Linked DNA regions of Rattus norvegicus: region 1 is linked to region 2. A link is a contact called in public Hi-C data. All regions are on one chromosome and are shown on one strand. Each heading gives the region's core, a stretch centred on a gene start, on an enhancer-like site or on the middle of the called end of the contact. The rest is flanking DNA. Distances are from core to core; before and after follow the strand shown. Region 1 overlaps Lcp2 (lymphocyte cytosolic protein 2). Region 2 has its middle 32 kb from the start of Lcp2.

What was found. A called contact is a pair of places that touch in the nucleus more often than the background predicts.
Region 1: a contact with region 2 is called in a Hi-C map of frontal cortex, with 2.9 times the contacts expected there. The contact joins two enhancer-like sites. A contact is called at or near these places in 8 of 12 Hi-C or Micro-C datasets (the A7r5 cell line, Schwann cells, frontal cortex and 4 more).

What each region holds. Positions count from the first base shown.
Region 1 is chr10:19,165,900-19,171,141 of GRCr8, reverse strand. It overlaps Lcp2 (lymphocyte cytosolic protein 2), which reads right to left. Exons shown (of 21, transcript NM_130421.2): 4 at 3,449-3,514; 5 at 2,967-2,998; 6 at 1,947-1,984; 7 at 626-824. It overlaps LOC134480773 (a long non-coding RNA gene), which reads left to right. Exons shown (of 2, transcript XR_010055569.1): 2 at 178-778. Among named protein-coding and RNA genes, the nearest start is that of Lcp2, 22 kb to the right of the region's middle. Within about 2 kb of position 1,346, at least 2 of the 93 cell types and tissues checked have an H3K27ac peak or open chromatin away from gene starts, as enhancers often do.
Region 2 is chr10:19,112,028-19,117,128 of GRCr8, reverse strand. It overlaps a transcript of Kcnmb1 not described here. Among named protein-coding and RNA genes, the nearest start is that of Lcp2, 32 kb to the left of the region's middle. Within about 2 kb of position 2,113, at least 7 of the 93 cell types and tissues checked have an H3K27ac peak or open chromatin away from gene starts, as enhancers often do.

The DNA of each region.
Region 1 (5,242 bases), core at 97-2,596, 55 kb before region 2:
TGGCTGAAGCTCCCTGCCTGTTAGCTTTCATGTTCTATCCCTCAATACACAAAGTCAGGTGGTGGGGCGCAGTCTGAAGCAGAGTACAACACAGCTCCCAGGGTGAGACACATTGACCCCTGGATGCAGAGGAAACCGAGTGTGCCTATGCTCATTTTCTGTTACCTCCTCTTCTAGAAAGTAATTCCCACCGGATAAAGGTGCATCTTCCTTCCTGGTAGATTCCAGCACATGGTGTCTGGCTCATAACAGGAGAGGAGAAGCATTCGTGACTTCATGAATGAATGAATGAGGAAGAACATGTGAGTGCAGGACGGCAGGTAAATGAGGAACATCCTAAAGTCTGTCTCATTGTAAAGGCAGAACCAATCCCTCTGAGTGCCCTCACATTTCTTATGACCTTCTGTGGATGGCGGTGCCACATAACCACCCTCTTCCCATCAAGCCTTTGTCCTCTGTTCTAGTATTATCCTGTATTACTCATAAGGAAACAGCCAGAGAGGCAGAGTCTCTGGCCTCAAGCCACCAGTTTTTCAGAAGCTGACAGGAATCAGCACCCAGAGAAGCTCAATGGGCGGCTTCTCCCAGGGCTGGCAGGACTAGCGGGCTGCGACGAGACCCTTACCAATGTACATGGAGTTGGTGTTGGGGAAAGGCTTGGCAGGCAGGATGGAGTTCTGCAGAGCCTCCTCATCGTTGGAGGGTGGCGGCTCATAGTCAGCAGCATCGTCCACTAGCGTCTCTTCCTCCTCGTTAGGGGACTCATAGTCACCATCATCCTCCCCATCTGGATCGTCGTCATTGGGACTTTCATAGTCATCTTCCTGTCAACACAGTCGAGGGACGTCACAGCTAATACGGGTGTCACAAGGCAACATTTTACAGCATGAACCTATGAGATCTCTGCCCGGGACCCCAGCATCCTCCCGGCAGATCTGTCTGTGATGGCCTCCAGAGACTAGAAACTCGTGCTTTGGGGACAGAACTGAAGACTAGTCTCTGGCTGAGCATGGGAAGACTTAAGAGGAGCTTTGGCAGGGATCCAGCTGCTGAAGCACAAACACATCTGGAGAAACTAGTTCTCTTGTTCCTTTTTTACAAAATAAATCTGTTGCATTCCTTTGCTTTCCCATATTTAAAATAAAAAACAGACTTGCAAACCATTTTCTTTCAGATGAAGTACTTTCATTTACTGGAATGCCAATAGGACACAGGACACTCAGTGCATGGTTTTTAAAAGACCTAAAGGTGGCCACTTGCCAGAAAGACCACTTAGACCGAGGGTTGGACAGCCTGGGTCCCAGATCTGCCTTTACCTGACAAAGAACTTTGCACAAGGCACATCCCTCCAGCTCTCTCTTCCATCACAGAATTTTTTAGCCCCTGTCTATCTTTGTGCATGGTGACCATGTGTAGTTTGAGGAAAGAAGATGCATAGTCCATTGGACTCTGAAAGGTGTTGTCACCATGACCCTTCCCATGTAAAATCGGCATGGGCACCTCTCTGGTGTTAACACTCCATTCTGCAATGCTTTCCCCTATGCGTTATCAGCGGTGACTTAACTCCATGAGAAGAGTTACAGTAGCATAGATTTCTAGTAAGGATAGTAGAAAGGAATGGATAGCTGTTGTGATTGGGTATGGTTGTGAAGATAAATGGTGTGGCAGTGAGTTACAGCCCACTTCTGTATTCATCAGGGAGCCCACTCATTTGCTCGCTGCCCATGGCTGCTTCTAGGCCACAGAAGCAGAGCTGAGTAGTAGAGAGAGAAACCTTTGGGCTTCCAATGCTGGACATATTTTACTTTGGCCCTTTCCTGGGACCTGAAATGGGATGTTTCAATGCCTTGTTGGTGGAAGGAGACTGCTCCTTTTCTAGTATTAAGACCAATGTACAGCCATTCTGGCCATATATACAAGGGTGATTTAGCCCAAGCCATACTCACAAAGGATGACCAGCCACCATCGTCTTCTTCATGGATTTCTATGAAGGAGATAACACCACCATCAGAACCAAACAAAGTTAGAGCAGTTCTCCCTCCCAGTGATCATTACAGGCCTTCATTCTTCCTTCTCCGTGAATGGGAGCCATCAACAGCTGTGTTGAGTACAATTTATCCCACCAGAACTCATGTTAAATCCTAATGTAATGGTATTGAGGAGTGATGGGATCGTTAAGAGAAAATAAGATCAAAGGAAACTCATGAATTGATTACCATCTTTCTTAAGAGACTTGGGTCTTTCCATGCTGGAATAGGTGTCACATAAGGGCCTTGTGAAAGTAGATAATCTGTTATAGGCACACTCCTGGTATTTTGGTCACTTGGACACATGCCCCTCCCTATTCTCACATTTTCCTACATAATGTTATTTGTTATGCAGTCTTAGCCAGACGTTGAACTGATGGGAGCACCATGTTCTTAGACCTCTAGACGTCTGAAATTAATAAACCTCTTTCCTTTATAAAGTACCCAGCTTTAGGAGCTGTGTTAAAGCAACAGAAAACATACCAAAACATCAACTTACTATTGACCATAGCATTTCTGTCTGAAGAGTTCATTCTACCAGAGAGCAGCAGTGGCACCTAATCTTTCTTCTCTTTATATAAAAGTCAACAAGGATTGTCTTCCCAGAATAAGACATGGGGCCTTATTCATGGGGTGTCTTATTCAACAGGATTAAGAGGGGACCAGGAACCCAAATCTAGATGTTTTGTGCAAGTGAACAATGAGAGACTGCCTAAAACACTCAGACACTGGCTCGGATGAGGTGCTCAAAGCTGAGTCTCTGCAGTGTACCTCTAGAATGTCATCCTTCCTCCTCTCGGCGGGAACCCAAACCCTTCCACGCCAAAGACCTGGATTATGAGCTAATGAGTCACATCCCATGCACAGCACTCAAGGAGGCCAGAACCAAAGCACGAATCACCTCCTAAAGCATTTGTTTTTCAGTCAGGGTACCCTTACCTATTTCCTCAGGATATCGTGGAACCGGGGGTCTGCAAAAAACAAATAACATCTCAGTAGCCTGTCAATCTAAGGGCATCTTCTTTCTCCAACATAGCCCTCTGCACCAATAGGAATTATGTTTCATTACCCAAGATCTGTGTTCTTGATGCTTCGCAGCCAGAGTTTGGCTGCACTCACCCCCACCCCCCAGCTTCTGGAGACCACTAAAGCCACCATGGTGTCACAGAAGGAAGCTTGTGACTGTTTAAAGATCTAAGGAATGTACTCCTTGATTTCCTTGACCTGGGGGCAAAATGTTCACCAGGGAGAGGAAACTTCCTCCCCTCCTTGGGCATTCTCTTCATGTCCCCTGGGACAGAGGAGAACAGCAGAAAGGAGACAGTCAAGGCAAAACAAGTGTTGCAGATTCTTTTAAAGAATTGGGATTTGAATTCTTGAGTTTCCCTATAGAGGTGCCTAGGGCAGAGCTGCCCACTCACTTGCGTGTGAAAATGCTCCTTCTCTCTTCGTTCTTGTTGATATCTTGACTCAACTTACTGAGAATCCTACAAGATAAAGACACATGTGAAGAGAAAAAGCAGTCTCCTCCTGGCCTCACCCCCCCAGTCCACACCATCTCTATGTTCATAGGCTCAACTTGACCAGTCTTCTTTTAGGTCCATCCTGCCCAAGCCAGTCTCACGCCTTGCTCCCACCTAGCTAAAACTTGCCATCTCTTTTTTTCAGGACCTGACCCAATACCAGTCACCTCTCTTGCTCCCATGAAACCTTCTGTCACGTGTTAACTTATGTTTACTGAGCCTTCAAAGCCTGACTCTGAGTTCTCCTGAAAGCATGGTCAGCTCACACCTGCCTCCTCACTTCTCTGAAGGTCTGGACTCCTAGGATCTGCACACTGGAACTGTATCACACTGTCCTGTGATTGTTCTCAAGTTATAGCTCACATGTCACAACCACGGTGGTCCCCTGAGCCTTGGTTGATCATTCTTGTGTGGATATCTTGCTTACAGTCATGATCAAACCATCTGCTAGACCTAGAGGCTCAGCTGCCCATGTGTATTTCTTATATTTTTGGTTGTGAGCCTAGCCTTTAATGGCCAGCCCCCATGTATATTTTTTATTGAAACCTCCAATATTCAGTCTGTTACACACACACACACACACACACACACACACACACACACACACACACCACTGTCCCTCTTTGTATCTACTTAGTAACATGATGTAAAGGTAAATTTTGCTAATCAATTTAATGTGATTGAGAGACACCTGGGAAATTAGGACATCACAATTCCTATGTGTCTGTGAAAGCATTTCCAGAGATTATCAGATCATGAGAGCTTTAAACAAAGCATTGTAAAGGAGTGTCTCACCCAGGATCTGCTCAAAGACTCTCACCATCTTAAAGTCAAGAAGTCAAGAACAACTGACAACATTTGCTACAAAGGCATTCAGAGACATTTTATAAAGAAATATTTAAATGAGACTATTAAGACTATTAGCAGCAAATCATGCTTAAGACCTATGTATGCACCGCCTTTCTTCTGTCCCAGACGAAAGCCTACTGTTGTCTACGAATCTCACTAGAAACTCTACATGCCTTTGGCCTTGCACAGTCTTGTGGCTCATGGTTTATTTTTATAATGTCATAATCATATGGAGTCATCCTGTAATTTCACTTATCAAAAAGAGACAGATGGAGAGGGTTGTCTGCTCTTAGTAATCATTCAAGCTGTAACTTGAGAACAACCAAGCAGGACTTATGGGGATGGCTAAGATATTTAAGAGCTACTGTCCTTGAAGAAGCCCATGTCATGTTCTCTGGGTATCTTCTTCTCCCTCTCTGGGCATCTTTTTCTAGTAACACCATGTATTTAAATATATGCTAAATGTTCTTTCCCTTTTTAACAAACCCAGCTCTGCTTCGCACTGGCTCATCTTGAAATTCTTTTCGGTAGCGAAGTCAAAGATGGCTTCACATGAGTGGAGGTCCCTGAAGGATAAGGGGATGCTTCAGGCCACTTGGGGGCTGTTGTAGTTTGTGTCTCATGCCGCATAGCCACAGACACATTTATGTGCTCAGATTCCGAATAGGCCATTGGGAGGAAGTAGAACTATAGGAGTGAGGGCCGAATTGGAAAACATTAGTTCCTAGAGGGGTGCACCTGAGGAGGCTTTTGTGCCCGATCTCTCCAGTCTCTTTCTGCACTCCAGCTACCATGCATTGAGTGAGTGGCTATGCTTCTCCATATCCTTTCATACTGATTCTT
Region 2 (5,101 bases), core at 864-3,363:
CTTTGTTTGGGGCACAAGACTTCTACTGTTTGAGGCCACAGGGAGTTACTGAGAAAATGCGGTCCTAACCCCAAGGGAAATCCCCACCCCACAAATGTGTGACGGCCTGGGAAGACAATGGCCCCCGTTCCCAGAAAGGATGTTGTGTCCCCAGTCAAGGTCTTGAAAGGTGCAGGGCCTAGGACACATGGCATACAGCTGGGTTAGTGGAAGGGGAATGTGGGCAGCACAGGGTCCTTTAGAAGAGTGTACCGGGTGGGAAAGGAAGTACTTGTATGTGCATTCAACGGTGGGCATGGGAAGGGGAGCAGGCCATTTATCTTTGGTACCACAACTGCTACGAGGTTTCCAAACTTTCCCTTGGAGCAGCAGGCTTTGGAAAGAGAAGGTGGGGGAACCCCCACCCCCACCACCGTCCACCCCTCCTGCCTCCCTCTTCTGACACTCCCATTTTCATAATACCCCAAGTCACGAAGGAAGCAGTGAGGACTGTCAGTGCTCTCCTTGGCTCATATCAGGACACTCTAAGCAGTGAAGAGAATGGAGCAGGCACATGCTTCTCCATCGTGTCATGGTGGGAGAGGAGATGAGGCCTGCTGGGGAGGTGACCAGCCATAGGGGCTGGCTCTATGGCTCCATGGGACACAGGGAGATGAACTGTCATGAAGTTTCTGATCAGACCTCTTTGGCTTTCTTTCCTTTCTCAAGTGCAAATGCATCCTTGTGCCTCCTGCCATCCCGGTTCTTCAACTCACAGTATAGGGTGGAGAGGTAGGCAAGGGACAGTTGAGAAGTTTGGAACGCAGTTACACCTCTAACCTGCTTGCTATCCTATCCTCGGGGGTCAGTTCTGCTGGCAGTCCCCCTCCCAGGCCACTCAGAGTCTACTGCAGTGAGGTTGACCAATACTCTTAGCAGCTCTCTGAGGAAGCAGAGCCCTCCCCCTCCCCATTGAGTCACAGGGTGGGCCAAAAGCATTGCACCAATCCCATCATCAGGAGGGTGTAAAAACGACAGCACTGTCTGGTGAAACCACAGGAAGACAGAATTTTTTCAAACAGCCATCAGTCGACAAAAGACGCCTTCCTGGACCCAGAGATCAGATAGAAGCCTGGGCCCAGTTTTGGGAAAGAAAAGAAACATTAAAAATAGATACTCTTAGCTGAAACTTTGTGAGAAAGAACTTCTCCCAGCGGTTTCCTGGGGTAGACACCCGTGAGCCACCAGAGACCACACTCAGTCTTGCCCAGTGGCAGACGGCCTCCATAACACAATGACAGAAACTTAGGCACAGCAGAGAACTGACCGCCAGACTGTACAGGTCACTGTGTGTAGATTCGAGGAGGTTTCTGAAGACAAGTTTTGAAGAAACATACAGAAGATATTATAATAGAACCCGCTTTGGCCATGAGAATTACCAGACAGGGTGATGGAAGCCGGTGGGTGACAGAAAGTGGCTAAGCAGGTATCTCTGGAGAAATGTCTTTATATAGGAGTCATGGTGCCTTTGTGCAAAGCTGCAGTTCTGAATCTTGGATGGTAGTTACTGTTGCCTTACAAGTCTCTGCCTTGTTTCATTTTTTTGTCAGGGTTGGCAAAAGCTGCTCTGGTTTTGATCCTGACAAAGCTCACCGTGAAGAACAGAAAGCAAGATGTTTTGGAAAGATGCTTCTAGAACAAGGCCTGGCCACAGCAGGGTTAGCCACTCAGATCAGGAGCCCCAGCTCCTCGGTTGTTATTAACTGAGACATTACCGTTCCTCCCCAGCAGAGGGCGGAGTACCTTCTCATTCCCCTCACCTCTAAGACCACAACTAGAGCAAAGTCTGTTTAACAAAGAAAATGTAACTTGTCGTTTACAAAGCTAAAACAACAATTAGCCTACACGCCTGCAGCTGGTCTGGGTGTAATAAAGACCCCAACGTTTCATCTTGGACTATATCATCACATCACGGTTTTTACCAAGAGATTATGGGATCATGGGGAACACGCTCTGGGACCGAAGCATCTCTCATCTTGGCCCTGTGCAGTCAGTTCCTCATAGCTGAGCCTACGGAACTGGCACCAGGCTTCTCTGGAGCCTTGAATTCACGCCTCTGCCCCAGGTTAGAGCCTATTTGCTCACTTGCTGGAAAGATGCTTGTGCCAGTGTGTGATCTTTGACTAAAGCGGGTTTGGGGTAATGCGTGTCCAGTAGATCCCAGCGTGTGCCGTGGCAGCCCCATCTTCAGGCACCACAGGCATTCGCCTGGACCACATGTGTGCACAGATTAAAGCTGTCTGGGCCTCACAGACTAGATCAGTTCCTCCAGCAGGAAGGAAGAGGAGAGGACTCCGGATTTCACTTCCGGGGTGCAGAAAACACCAGATACTGTGTCTGCCTTCCCTTTTTAGATAAAGCCTGCCTTCTTCTGGGGTTGCTATCAAATCTCCTCAGTTAATCGTCTGCGGGGTGAAAAGCTTTGTGCCAAACTCTTTACCCTGTGTTATGAGAGAGACGCCTTCTGCGGCTTGGCTTCTCCCTGTGTTTTCTCTTTCTCTCCTGCCATGAGCTGGCTCTCTCTCTTTCTCCACTCTTCTGTTTGGTTCCTGTTAATCCCAAAGATGGGAGGAGAAAGACCAGGGAGCCAAATCATCATGACCAAATTAATTAAAGCAAACAATTAAAGTAAGCTTTTTTTTTAAAATGTGTTAACAGGATGTTCCCCCTAAAGCAGGGTTCAAAGGTCAGTGTTGAACATGAGGAAGACACTGTTTTTTATAGCTCAGGGTTAGGGGTTTTCCAAATGGGGAATTTGGAGGGCAAAACAGGCAGGGATAGAGAGGTGGAACATAATCATAGCAAGTTTGTTGTAACGATCTCCTGAAATGAAGATGTGACATCCAGGTGATCATAGCAACAGAGTCCTAACCACAGGGAGTCATCTCGAGGCACTCCTAGGTGGTCGGCCATACAACCTTTTGAAACAAAGATAGGGCTGCAAGATGGTCATAAGCAACCCATTGAATCAAAGACTTGGTGGCTGTTTCTTGGGACAAGCGGTTCCAAATGATCTGTGGTTGGGTCACAGGCGGGGCATAGTCTAATCCTTGAGAAACAGAGGTTTAATCATAAGCAGGAAGGAATGAATCATAAACATAGAACAGGAATGAGCCTGGTTTGTCTTCACTGTTCGATGGCTTTTAAGCTTAAGATGGAGGCAGGTTGGCTCATTAGTTCCCTCTTCTTTGTCATCTCTTGCTCCCTCCAGGTGGTGAGACTGTGCCGGTCTTTCAAGTAAGAGGTTCTGCCTGCAGCCGCTCAGTTGACTCATGGTCCTACCTTCTCAGTTGCCTCAGTGTTTATTTACATCTAGGACACCAGGAGTTCCCGAGAATAGGAGAACTACGGTGACAAAGAGTGGTGTTATTTCCTCCCAGACACTGAGCTGATGCCCAAGCAGCCACTGAGCTCAGAGCAGTGCAGAGAAGAGAACCCCAGAAAGTCTCCAGGGCGTCACTGAGAGAGAACAAGAGAGTGAGGGTGTGTGTGAGGGAAAGAAAGACGCTTAACGGTCCCAGAACATTCTTTTAAAATCCAAACTATATCTGCAGAGAGCAGGAAGGTTTAAGATTTTAGATTATAAGGGTTTTTTCTTTGTTTATCATGAATGAAAGCTTCCCCCCTCACCCCAAACCAGGGAAGGTTCCCTAAGAACCTTTAGTTCCTAATCCATGTGTGCTCCATGTCTCCTGTATTTCTCTGGGGTGCAAGTGCACTAGGAGGGGCAGGTGCCAAGATGCTGTACACATGGGTTAATCAATCTATCAGGGGTACCACCTGTCCCTCTGTTCCCTGAGTCCCCTTGCTTGAGCAGAGACCGTTCTACTGCATGGCAGGTCAGAGCTGCAGGTGAATGTTGGAGTTAGATCCTGGAACCTGGATCTGCCACTTGCATGTGAGTCTCAACAAGGTTCCCTTAACCGCTCTGAATCTCAGTTTTTCCATCTGGAAAGTGGGAAATGATTGTGTCACTCATGTTCCTATAGTCTGGATTGTTAAGAATATTAATGTGGGGCATTGGACCGTGCCACCAGACAGAAGAACTGGTAAGGTTCAGAACCCCCGATAAAACTCATAGCTGAGAACAACAGGAGTTCAGACTAGTTCCTGACCAGATCCCTGTCCTGGAGCATATGACCATGACACCCCTCTAGGAGACCATGACAACTGGTCACATAGCACAGACATACGGTTCTCTTGTTAATGAGGTATCTAGGGGCCCCGAGTGTTTAGCCAGTGAGCATCCCCCTTCCTAGCCACCTCTTCCTCCAAAAGATATTTAATCTCTGGTTCACCCTGGGTAAGTCTTGTGCATCCTCATCTGCCATGAATAAAGCAGTTTGGACAAGCAAGGACTGTCTCCTTCATCAAGAACCACTTCAGGGGGTTGGGGTTGGAGAATCCTTCCTCATACACATCTGTGTTTAAGTCTCTTGTAGAAAGCCCTCTTCCAGCCTCTCTGCCTTTTGGCACTCACTTGGAACTAAGCCAGATTCACCCTGTCCCGGGCTCATCTCAGGCCAGAGGGTCCCCATTTCCAGCTCCTCAGTCTCCAGCAGCATCTGGGTGCACGGGAGAATAGGAATCACCATCCTCAACTCTTCAAGGTTCCCAGCACCGTCTGAGTGCACAGGAGTTTAAGGACCACAGCCTTTGCCCCAGCCGCTGCCATTTTTCACCTGGAGAAACATAGGCTAGGACCCCTATCTTAGGTGGCACTTTGGCTCCTCTGAAGAAATGCACTTTCCCCTCCCTGAGTGGCTTCTCAGCAGTCTTCTGACACCCCGGCAGCAAAGCGGAAATGCAGACCCACATTACTGTTAAATAACCCAGCACATAGAGGTCATAACTCACATGGGTTCAACCCAGCCCTGGCTCCACATTTTGTGTTCCATATTCACGGTCCTAGTGGTCCTCACATCACCTCCGCTATGTGAGGACTAGGTGATGTTTAGAAAGAAAAGGCATATATATGTTCCTGCGGGAGCTCTCTTCCCTTCAGTAACCTCACTGTGGAAGCAAGAAGCAACTTCCCTTCATCCACCACCTGTCTGTGTTA